Linked DNA regions of Sus scrofa: region 1 is linked to region 2. Evidence: chromatin contacts called from public HiChIP or PLAC-seq data. All regions are on one chromosome and are shown on one strand. Each heading gives the region's core, a stretch centred on a gene start, on an enhancer-like site or on the middle of the called end of the contact. The rest is flanking DNA. Distances are from core to core; before and after follow the strand shown. Region 1 holds the start of GFM1 (elongation factor G, mitochondrial). Region 2 overlaps RSRC1 (serine/Arginine-related protein 53).

Region 1 (5,890 bases), core at 2,999-5,498, 72 kb after region 2:
CAAACAAAAAAAACCAACCACCCAAAAAAACCCTCAGAAGGACAGCCTCTGTGTTATCTATCTAAAAGAGTCCACTTTGTTTATGTAAAAGACTGCCCATCTTTTGTTTCCATACTTCAGGGCTTTTTAACTGCATGTCTTAGCTTTGAGCTCTCCTCTCTCCTTGAAGAGGGAAGGTGCTTAGACTTTTCATGACCACTTTCATATTTGTATTACTAAATTAACCAATGAGGCCATTAGACTGAAGTGGCTTTAATGCCTCAGTAACCCATGTAAGCAAATCAAAACCTAAGCCTGTGATGCCTCAAGGTTAAAAAAAGGAAACCTAAAGCAGTCAAAAATAGTCAATGAGGCTCTCTCAGATAAAGCAGTTATCGCTAAGAAAATAATTTCCTTGCCTCCTCCTTTGTGAAAATCTCTCCCTGCTCCACTTGGTGGAGGGCTCCTAACCATTTCCTGTTTGGTGCTGATTCAAATCAACTTTTTGCTCAAATTCAAAAGTTTTAATATGCCTCAGTTTATCTTTTAGCCAGTATAAAGCTGGTTCTATCTCACCTTTTATTCTGTTCCTCTCCGTATCTTTTTCTCCCACTTGAAAAATTTTAAAGATGATCTCAGAAGGAAATCATTATGTTATATGGACTCTCTGTCACCAGGAATATCTAGTCCAAAAAAACCAGGCCAAATTTCTGAGAAAAAATTCAAATTTTTTTTTTTTTTTTTTTTTGGTCTTTTTGCCTTTTCTAGAGCTGCTCCCGCGGCATATGTAGGTTCTCAAGCTAGGGGTCCAATCGGAGCTGTAGCCACCGGCCTACACCAGGGCCACAGCAACGTGGGATGCAAGCCGCGTCTGCAACCTACACCACAGCTCACGGCAATGCCGGATCCTCAACCCACTGAGCAAGGGCAGGGACCGAACCCACAACCCCATGGTTCCTAGTTGGATTCGTTAACCACTGCGCCACGACGGGACCTCCAAAAATTCAAACAATTTGTGCTGCTTTTGCATAAAATGTAGACAAGTGAATTTAAAGAATAGCCTTTGTTATCATAAGAATGTTTTCAAGATAAAAGGAGCTTTTTTTTTTTTTTTTTTGTCTTTTTTTTGTTGTTGTTGTTGCTATTTCTTGGGCCGCTCCCGCGGCATATGGAGGTTCCCAGGCTAGGGGTTGAATCGGAGCTGTAGCCACCGGCCTACGCCAGAGCCACAGCAACGCGGGATCCGAGCCACGTCTGCAACCTACACCACAGCTCACGGCAACGCCGGATCGTTAACCCACTGAGCAAGGGCAGGGACCGAACCCGCAACCTCAGGGTTCCTAGTCGGATTCGTTAACCACTGCGCCACGACGGGAACTCCTAAAAGGAGCTTTTAAGCATGATTTAATAATAATGAATATAAGGTTTATAAATGTATATTTAAAAAGGCTTATAATATATATCTGATAAGTGGATGGATTTGGGCGCATTAATGAATATTTATTTTAAGCCAGATACATGTCTTCTTTTAGGCTTTATTATGTAAATTTTATGCTAATAAAATATTCTAGTTTATATAAAATCAGGATTGAATTTCTCATGATTTAACCTTTCTAAATTTCCTGTATTGATCTTGTGGATCAAGTAAGTTATCACTGATTCCACCAATGGTGTACAAAATAAGATTACAAAATATGAAATGGTGTTTATCGAAATAAAATTGTAATACAAATGTCTTTTAAAGATGTTTTGATCTTACAGAATTATAATACTATTATAAGCACAATGTGTTAGATAAAACTAATTTTTCAGATCTTCAGTTTACTTTTCAAGACCTTAGAAAATTTTAACTTATTCCTTGGATACTTGGACAATTTCTAAGGAAAAAAAAAAGATACAAAGTTTTGGTCATTAAAGACAGTTTACATTTTTATTTTATTTTTTCTGGCTTTGCACCTGTGACATAATGGAAGTTCATGGGTCCGGGAATGAATCTGAGCCACAGCTGCAGCAATGTTGGATCCTTGCCCACTGTGTGGGCCAGAGAGCAAACCCATGTCTCCACAGTGACCTGAGCTGCTGCAGTGGAATTCTTAACTCACTTCATCACATCAGGAACTCCCTATCTTTATTCTTATACATTATAGAATGACTGAATTAACTGAATGTGCACCTGCTTTGAATGATGTTTGTGTTATTTTGCCACTTTAAAACTTAACAGAAGTAATTTATAATGTGTACTCAATTTAGCTAGACACTTCTTGGTTTTTTGTCCTCCAGTTTTCTCTGTGGAGAAAACAAAAGTTTATTACTTTGGTTACAGGGGTGATTAATAAAAATAATTAAGAATACACTCATAATAATTACAGGGACGTATGAAGATACATACACACAGGATAATGAGTATGAATTCTCACTTAAGGAAGTTTTATTAAAGTGGTAATTTCAAAAAGTAATTTCAGAAGTAGTAGATACACTTTTTATTTATTTAATATAATTATAGCTTAAAATTAAAATAAAACCTTAATTTTATTACCATTAACATAATTATGATTTAATTTATATATTTTAAATACTTGCAAAGGCTTATAGAGACTAAATTTTTGAAACCCTAGAAATGAAAAAGTTTACTTAAAAGTGTATTTGACATAAATGGATTTATTCGTCAAAGTAGACCTTTACTACAAATTAATACATGGATAATATACAAAAAGTTCGAAATTCATTATTGACTCTCCGATTTTTCTCTTCTAGTCTCCTGTAATTTACTCTGATTTTTATTTATTTGATTTTATTCATTCTTTAACAAATATTTATTGAGCACCTAGCACAGCAAGGGGTATAGCAGTTTTAAAAAACCAAATCACTGTCCTTATGGCACTCACATTCTTCTTGGAAGAGCCAGGCAATAGCTGCCTTGGAATTTTCTTGTTGCACAGCAAGTTACGGATGCGGTGTTGCCACTGCAGCGCGCCTCAGCGGTTGTTATAGTGCAGTTTGGCTATGGGGCCGGGAACTTCCACATGCGGGGAAGGGGAGGTGGCGATAGACAACTGTGTTAACACGTCTGGATAAATCTAAGAAGCCCTCTGAAGGAAAATGAAATAGTATGCAAACATAGGGAAGAGCTTGCTGTTTTAAAAGGAGCAAACACCTCAGTGATAGATGATATTTGAACACCAAGAAGAAAATATGGGAAAGAGTCATGCCCTTATCTACAGGAGAGCAAAGGCTCTTGGTCATGTGAGGATCAGCAAGAAGGCCAATGAGTCTGGAGGAGAACAGCAGGTGAAATAGGGCTGCAATGGCATAGCTGCTCAAACAAGGTCTTGTTTATTCTTAACCTTATTTTTAAATTTTTAAAATTTAGTTATTTAAAATTTAAAAGGAATTTTTAAAAACTTAGTTATGAAAAACTTCAAACCTATACAAAAGTAGAGATAACAGCAAATCACTGTTATGAGTGATTTCAGAGGGCAAAGGGTATAGCTTAAAACGATCCCTTCAGTTTTTCTATTGGGAATAGGCTGAGAAGCCGCAGGGCAGCAGCAGTAAGATCAGTCAGGCTGTTAGAGTAAATTCCGTGAGAAAACAGCAATGCTTTGAGAGGTGGGGAGAAGCTGCGGGTTCTGAATCTATCTTTGAATGTAGTGCCCGTAGCATGTGGAAACAAAACCAGAAAAGTTGAAGAGTGGTGTCAAAAGGTGACGTTTTTGGTCTGGGCAACCAGAAGAACGGAATTCCTGTTTATCAGATGAAGATCTTGGGAGGATTCAGTGGAAGGTCATTAGCTCGTTTTTGGACATAATAATTTCGAGATGCCTCTAAGAGATCCAAGTGGAATCGTCAAGGATGCTGTCTTCTATAGAGACAGGACATATAATGTATAGGTACTGGACATATATATAGGTACTTAACATTAACCAAAGATGGAACATTTTGAAAAGAGAAAAACATTTGTGGATAGTTCATTATTTTTTTTTACCTTCTTTGCAAGTCATGTCCTATAGAGTATTTGTTCACATTTGTTGAAGTAGCATATGTAACAATTTTTCTTTTTTAAAAAAAACCTTAAGAACTATTTTAAACCTTTCTTCCCGTTGCTGTAGAGGCAAAAGAACCACGTTTAAAGGCCGCCGCTTTCCGGGAACATGCGAAAAGCGTGCTTAGCTCCGCAAAGTGGCTGCACTTTCTCTTCCAAGTCGGCAGAGGGCGTGCGGGCAGCGGAGGGTGCTGCTCAGTTCTGAGATCCGGAAGCCTCTCTCTCTTTCTTTTTTTTCTCCCCTCCTTTGCCTGCTTCTCCCCGGAAGTGCTCTTCCAGCACTGACTGCCGGCGTGACTTTGAACGCTTCTGGCAGTGGTGCAGGTTGCTGGGTACACCGGGCGCTGTGGGACTTTCGCGTCTATTCTACGCTCGCCATGAGGCTGCTGGGAGCCGCCGCCGCCGCCGCGGCCGTGGGGCGCGGGCCGCTCCCGCGGATCCCCGCTGCCCTCGGCTGGCCGGGGAAGCAGGTGCGACAGGGAACCAGGGACTGTCCCCAGGACTTTGCAGTGCCTCCGGGGCTGGAGAGGAAATGACACCCCTTCCCTCCCTGGCATCTCCGAATGCTAGCTGTTGACCTCAGTGCTGAAAAGCCCCTCGGTATCTGCACAGCCTTTGGTTATTTCTGAGCAACGTCTTGGTATCCTGGGAGGTTGGGCGGGCCTCCAATTCATGGTTACGCCTCTTATTATTGGTATACTTAGAAGAGGTGACTGAAGTGAAGGTCAAGACAACTGAAAAATTAGTGTGTCCTGGGCTTGAACTCAGGGCTTTTGACTCATTATCCAGTGCTTTTTTCACTACAGTGTCGGCGGGGCTCCCTGCTCCCTCTTTCAACCGACCTTCCCAGGACTTTTCTTTAATTATATGTCTGCCTTTTGTGGGGGTGTGGAGATGGGGCGCAAAGTGGAATAGTGTTAGGTAGGAGTTGAGCCTTTCCTGTCATGCAAACCACCTTCGCTTTGCTTGCTGGTATTCCTGGGATTTAATCAATGAAGCTAGTTTCCATTTAATATTTTACCCACCTTTTCAAGTTCTTCTGCTTCCCTTCTCCCAGAAGTGGCTGCAGTGCATTTTGGATGTTCACTCCTGTAGGGAGAGGTTTATATTGTGTCTTGATTTCATAAAAGGCTGGACCCTCACCACCATGGTAAATTAAAGTTATTGTTTTATGTCATTAATTTTTAGGCGATAGAAGGAATCGGAAACTTTTTGTGGGCCGCTTGAACCTATTGGCACCGCTGCATAGAGCGTATAAGTCCAAACATCTTTGCTAGCTCTGAAACTATTTTAAGGAGGAAGGGGGAAAAAATCAAAGTAAAATTTAAAGTGAAAACTGTATTTCCTATTAAAGCAGTTGTTGGGAACCATCTTTCTGATTTTATCAGCGCCGGTATATACTTTCAAATCTGTGCCATTTGGTAAAATTATCGGTCCCTTTTTATTTTATTTTATATGTCTTTTCTGCCATCTCTTGCAGTCTCTTTGATTATAGGAATTGCAGGTTGAGACATTCCCTCTTTTGCCTTTTCAGGCTATCTCATATGAAGTTTTGTGTCCATTGAATTTTCTTGGAGGAAGGATGTCCACTGAACCCTAATTGTCCACTGTTAGATCATAAAAAGTGCATTGAATTGAGTTCTCATTTTTTTCAGGCTAATTGGAAGATCTGCCGATGGTGTTCATCAGGGGTGATTCCTAATGAAAAGATACGAAATATTGGAATCTCAGCTCACATTGATTCTGGGAAAACTACATTAACAGAACGAGTGCTTTACTACACTGGTAGAATTGCAAAAATGCATGAGGTATGTGGTTCATGGTAGATTCCAGATTAGTTTTAAGAATGTTAAGTTGATATGTACTACC
Region 2 (6,154 bases), core at 1,915-4,414:
TATTACCACACAAACCAGATCAGATTTAATAAGAATGACTTCATAGACCACTATCAAACATATCACCAAACTCAAGCTAAGTGGTGCATCCAGGCCTTCTTTAATATCCTAATATAATGAACCTATAAAACAGAACAGATTTTTCATGTCACTTGACTAATGGCAACAATCTGGACTTACATGAGACCTCAAAGTGTTTTTTTTTTTTTTTGAAACATTAACTTCATACAAAATAAGTATTAATAATACAAGTTTTTATTTCTCAACTGAGTGCATTCTCAGGGAAAATAGAGTAAGAACATTTTTTCTGTCATTCCCTTATTATGAGGAGCCAGGCAGCTAGGGATATGAGAACAGAACAGTTTGAGTCATTCATCTGCTTTGCTTCAGCTTCCCAGCATGTGAAATGAGAATACTAATAGTGGACCTGCCTACCTTGATTTTTTCAGGAAAATAACACAAAAGAAAGTCCTTGATAGAAAAAGTGTACTGCTTATCCAAAGGCAGCATTTTCATTATTTCCTTAATGAAATGTGGAACAAATAGTTGCATGGGTAATGATTTGAAAACTATACCCCAACTTCAGTGTACTCCTGTGTATGTGCTTGAATTGCCATGGCCAGAAGACTCCACCCCAGCTTTGTCCCCAGCTTTCCCTGATCTCTCCCACTGCCAAGACCACAAGAAACCCTTGTGACCCACCATCTACTTTACTTAAGGAATCTCAGGTCTTCTTCACACTTACCCACTTACTCGTTAATATTTTTTTTTTGACTACCTAGTTTGTGCCAGACACAGTAAGGGTGGTTGGGTGTACCTGGGTGAATCCAATGGAGAGCCCACCCTCGGGTGGCTTAGTTATGAAGCCCAGACCTGTTTGTGACATGAGAGATATAGTACTTGATGGCAGAGGAGAGGACATGGTTGCAAAGAAGAGAGAGAGAAATTACTGCAAGTTAGAAAATTAAAGAAGCCTTCATGGATGAGATCACAGCTAATGTAAACTTGAAGGATAAGAAAGCTCCTGGAGCCACAGGAACTTGCAGCCATCCCCTTCCATCACTGCTCTAGAAGGCTGGGAACTGTTGCACCTACAAGGAAGAGGCCCTATGGTGAAAGACCCAAGTGGTTCCGCCCCTTTGATCCTATTAAAAATCCAGGCAAAATGTTAGGTTCCTGTTTGCCCTCTGACTTTCTATGACCATTTCGTCCTTTTGGTGGAGAAATGGCTGAATAAGCCAAACCTTCATTTGACCACTTCAGCAGCAATCTTGTATCACCACCACTTGTCAGCCTAGGTGACATGAGCAAGACATGCAATGGTAGCTGAAAGGAGACTTTCTATACTTCTGAAAAAAGATTTGCAGCTCCCTATAAGATGTTGCACAGCCCTGAGGACCACTGTGTATTCCCTGACTCTCTGTTTTTCCACTGTGTGCTGTTATAGAAAGCATTATTTTGGAATGAGAAGATAAAGTTCACTTGTGGTTTGGTCCTTCCCCAAATTTTCCTTTGGTTTGGGTATCAAGTGAAAATCTTTAAGTGAGCAACTAAGGTGGTAACAAAAGCTAGAAATGTCCCAATGATATGGGACATTTTTGGTCACTAAACTATGGATGAATTGATCTGAATTCTTACACCCACGTTACTCCTTCCTTCCTCCCTTTCCCTACCCCAGGATTCCTTGTGAGTATTACAGAAGAGGTTTTGAACCAGCTCCAGTCTATTACTCAGTTGATAGAGTGTTTGAATTATTTAGAAAATGTTTAAATGTCATCCTTTATGTGTAAGCTATACTTAATCTTTGGAACTCCTTTATGGAATTATGGAAAAGTAAGTCATTGTGAAAAGAAAATAGCTGAGTCTTTACAGTAGAACAGGAGTAAAAATGAAGGTAAGAAAGAACTCTTTGTGAATTCTCTAATCATCTTTACCTGTTATCATAGAGATGGATGTTGATCAATATATTCTACTTGTGTTTTTTCCAAGTCAAAGAAAATTCTGCTATCATATATTTCAAAATTATTTTTGCTTTCACTGTATCCCCAGAATCTAGTCTGTGCCTGACAGAAAGAAGGTTTTCAATAAATATTTTTCAATGAAGGAAGAATGAATTTGCCCCTCTTAAATAGGCAGTCTATTTAGCAGTGTGGCTGTTTAAATTTCTCAAGCTGTTTGGAGCCAGTGGAAAAATAATAGGTGTCTAGGTATATACCCAAAAGAATTGAAAGCAGGGTCTCAAAGAGATATTTGTATACCCATGTTCATAGCAACATTATTCATAATAGCCAAAACAGGGAAGCAACTCAAGTGTCCATGAATGGATGAAGTAAAATGTAGTGTACGTATGCAATGGAGTATTTCTCAGCCTTCAAGAGGAAGGAAATTCTATAATATGCTACAACATGGATGGACCTTGAGGACATTGTGCTAACTGAAATAGTCCAGTCACAAAAAGACAAACACTATATGATTCCACTTATGTGAGGTATTTAAAGTATTTAAAATCATAAATATGGCAGAAAGTATAATGGTGGTTGCCAGGGGCCTGGAGGGGAGGGGAAATGGGGTTGCTGTTTAATGAGTATAGACTTTCAGTTTTATAAAATAAAAAGAATTATGAGGATGGATGGTGGTGATGGCTTCACAACAATGTGAATGTGTTCTGTACACTGAACTGAACACTTAAAAATAGTTAAGATGACAGTTATGTATTTTACCACAATTTTTAAAAATCTTATTTAAAAAGTTAAATAAACAAATAGATGAGTTCTGTAACCAAATTAGTTTGATTTCCATGATTTTTATCTCCAAATGTCTCTGAACTGGCAAAGCCTTTCGATATCATGGGGAAGGGTATCAAGTACCTGGTGCCTTCTCTGTTGCATTAGCAACCAGCAACAGTGGGGCTAGAGTTTAAGCAAGGACCTTACTAGTCTTCACTTAGCCAGACTTTCTTTCTGGTCCAGTTTTTTAATTATAAAAATAATATTTCAAATGATTTAGATGTGGTCATTCAGAGTCCGCCTGCTGGCTCCTGTGGTTGCTCCCCGTGCAAGGGATAGGCCAGTTTTTGAGACGTAAAGTCTACCAGTGTAGTAAGACAACACTTTAAACTCAACAATGTACCATTTTATTTTTAGGTCTTGAGAAGGCAAAATGATCCTGCTGCAGTTCTAGTAGAGAAGGATGAACTGAACTGACCCTCTCTGCACTTCTTGTAACACGGTACTCAGGTTTAAATCCCAGTGTAACAAACCTAGTGTAGTACAAGCTCCCTTCATAGTCTTTTAAAAAATGAACTACTAAAATCCTGTGTCCTCGAAAATCCTTCATCTCTATGGAGTTGATCTTGGTGTGTTGTTGAAGGACAAATTTCATCTTTTGCCAAATAAAAAAACAATTTTTTTCCTGTTCAAAGAAATAAATAAAATCCTACATCTTAAATAAAATCCAGCACTACAGTTTATCTACCTGTGCATGTTCCATGAAAATATCATAAAAAACTTAAAATGGAATTGAAAACATAAATAAATGTATAACACATACCAGCACAATGGATTGAATGACTATATTAAAGATTGGATAGATTTTTTTAAAATGAATTCTGTAACTGGATTATTTATTTAGCCCCACTGTAGCCTTTCTCTTTCCTCTTTCTGCTATAATAAATCTAAAGACCTGGGGAAGATAATGCATAATTCCTTTATTAATAGTTTGAAAAAATACTTTTTTAACTTTCTTTAGAATTAACTTAATAGGAGAAGGTGACAAGTGATTGGTAAACAGGTTAGTATTCGACACAGTCTAGAAAATACCGTAGACTCAGTTACAGTATTGAGGTTCTTAACTTGAAGTTCCAATTTCAAAGTATGTTTATATTGCCATAATAATATAATAACTGTGTAGCATAATTCCCCAAATTATGCAATACAATTCCAAAATTAATTGTTCAATTAGTTTCTAAATCCATTTGAAAGTCATTTACACAAAACTTAGAGAGTTTTTGAAAGAGTTATAAAAACTTTCAGAGTTTTATTTTCTTATTTTTTGAAAAACCTTGTTTAGAATTTACCATAATCTGTGACAAAAATCTCTGTCCTTTTACTAAAAAGGACAGCATAGATTTTAAATGTATTTTTACTTTGGGAGTTTAAAAAATAATACGATGTTTAAATGTCAGTGGGGAATTTGATTATTGGAATCTAGTTCAAATGCACAATTTGTGAGGTGGTACCTCATTGTAGTTTTGATTTGCATTTCTCTAATAATTAGTGATGTTGAGCAATTTTTCATGTGCCTGTTGGTGCTTCGTGTGTCTTTGGAGAAATGTCTATTTAGGTCTTCTGCCCATTTTTCAATTTTTTTTTTTTTTTTTTTTTTGGCTGTTGAATTGTTTGAGTTGTTTGTATATTTTGGAGATTAAGTCCTTGTCAGTTGCATCATTTGCAACTATTTTCTCCCATTCTGTAGGTTGTCCTTTTGAGGTTTTTTCAGTGGTTTCCTTTACTATTGCAAAAGTTTGTAATTTTGATTAGGCCCCATTGGTTTATTTTTGTTTTTATTTCTATTGCCTTGGGAGACTGACTTAAAACATTTGTACAGTTGATGTCAGAGAATGTTTGCCTATGCTCTCTTCTAGGAGTTTTATGGTGTCTTGTCTTATGTTTGTCTTTAAGGAATTTTGAGGGTTTTTTTGTTTTTTTGTTTTTTTTGCATAGTGTGAGGGTGTGTTCTAGTTTCATTGATTTACATGTAGCTGTCCAGTTTTGCCAGCACTACTTGCTGAAGAGACTGTCTTTTTCCCATTTTATATTCTTGCCTCCTTTGTCAAAGATTAATGACCGTAGGTGTCTGGGTTATTTCTGGGTTCCTTATTCACACTGGTAAGAATGGCTATCATTAATAAGTCTACAAATAACAAATTCTGGAGAGAGTGTGGAGAAAGGGAAGCCTCATACACTATTGGTGGAAATGTAAACTGGTACATTTCTACTATGGAAAACAGTATGGAGGTACCTCAGAAAACTAAATATAGAACTACCATATGACCCAGCAATCCCAATCCTGGGCGTATATCTGGACGAAACTTTCATTCAAAAAGATACACGTGCCCCTATGTTCATTGCAGCACTATTCACAATAGCCAAGACATGGAAACAACCTAAATGTTCACTGACAGATGAATGGATTAAGAAGATGCTGTACAATGGAATACTTCTTGGCCATGAAAAAGTACAAAATAATGCCATTTTCAGCAATGTGGATACAACTAGAGATTCTCATATTAAGTGAAGTAAGTCAGAAAGAGAAAGACAAATACCATATGATATCACTTACATGTGGAATCTAAAATGTGGCACAAATTTTAGATATCTGCAGAAAAGAAACAAACTCATGGACATAGAGAAGAGACTTGTGGTTGTCAAGGGAGGGGGGAGGGAGCTGGATGGACTGGGAGTTTGGGGTTAGTAGATGTGAACTATTGCATTTGGAGTGGATAAGCAATGATGTCCTACTGTATAGCACAGGGAACTATATCCAATCACTTCTCATGGAACATGATGGAAGATATTCTGTGAAAAAGAATGTATATATCTGTATAACTGGGTCACTTTGCTGTAGAGCATAAATTGATAGAACATTGTAAATCAACTATAATAAAAAGGTTTTTAAAAAGAAAAGAGGAGTTCCCATGATGGCACAGTGGAAACAATCCGACTAGAAACCATGAGGTTGCCGATTCGATCCCTGGGCTCCCTCAGTGGGTTAAGGACTGCCATGAGCTGTGGTGTAGGTCACAGGTATGGCTTGGATCTGGCATTGCTGTGGCTGTGGTATAGGCCAGCAGCTGTAGCTCCGATTAGACCCCTAGCTTGAGAACCTCCATGTACCGCAAGTGAGGCCCTAAAAAGACAAAAAATAAATAAATAATGTAAAAAAAATTATTCAAACAAAAATTACTAATGTTTTAGAAAAGTGGAATTCGTAAATTAATATGAATGGCCACCATTTTACTACACAAAACCTCTGCTGAACACTTTAAAAATCTCTCACCATTTATGTATTTTTATATAAATTATATAATTTATGCCAGCTAACAAATGGTCACATAGAATTTATTAAATCTATTCATTTTCTAGAAAAAGAACAT

Evidence for each region. HiChIP or PLAC-seq counts read pairs in DNA pulled down with a chosen protein or histone mark.
Region 1: a contact with region 2 is called in an H3K27ac HiChIP or PLAC-seq map of skeletal muscle. The contact joins the promoter of GFM1 here to the enhancer-like site in region 2. A contact is called at or near these places in 6 of 47 Hi-C or Micro-C datasets (embryonic fibroblasts, fetal heart ventricle, heart right ventricle and 2 more) and 1 of 2 datasets of contacts at active chromatin or transcription factors (skeletal muscle).

The regions. Positions count from the first base shown.
Region 1 is chr13:98,406,884-98,412,773 of Sscrofa11.1, forward strand. It overlaps GFM1 (elongation factor G, mitochondrial), which reads left to right and starts at 4,249. Exons shown (of 18, transcript XM_003358643.4): 1 at 4,249-4,491; 2 at 5,677-5,829. The coding sequence starts at 4,399.
Region 2 is chr13:98,336,002-98,342,155 of Sscrofa11.1, forward strand. RSRC1 (serine/Arginine-related protein 53) reads left to right here. Exons shown (of 10, transcript XM_021069723.1): 10 at 1-2,107. Among named protein-coding and RNA genes, the nearest start is that of MLF1, 19 kb to the right of the region's middle. Within about 2 kb of position 3,165, at least 1 of the 83 cell types and tissues checked has an H3K27ac peak or open chromatin away from gene starts, as enhancers often do. A contact at or near this core is called in skeletal muscle, where this site is marked.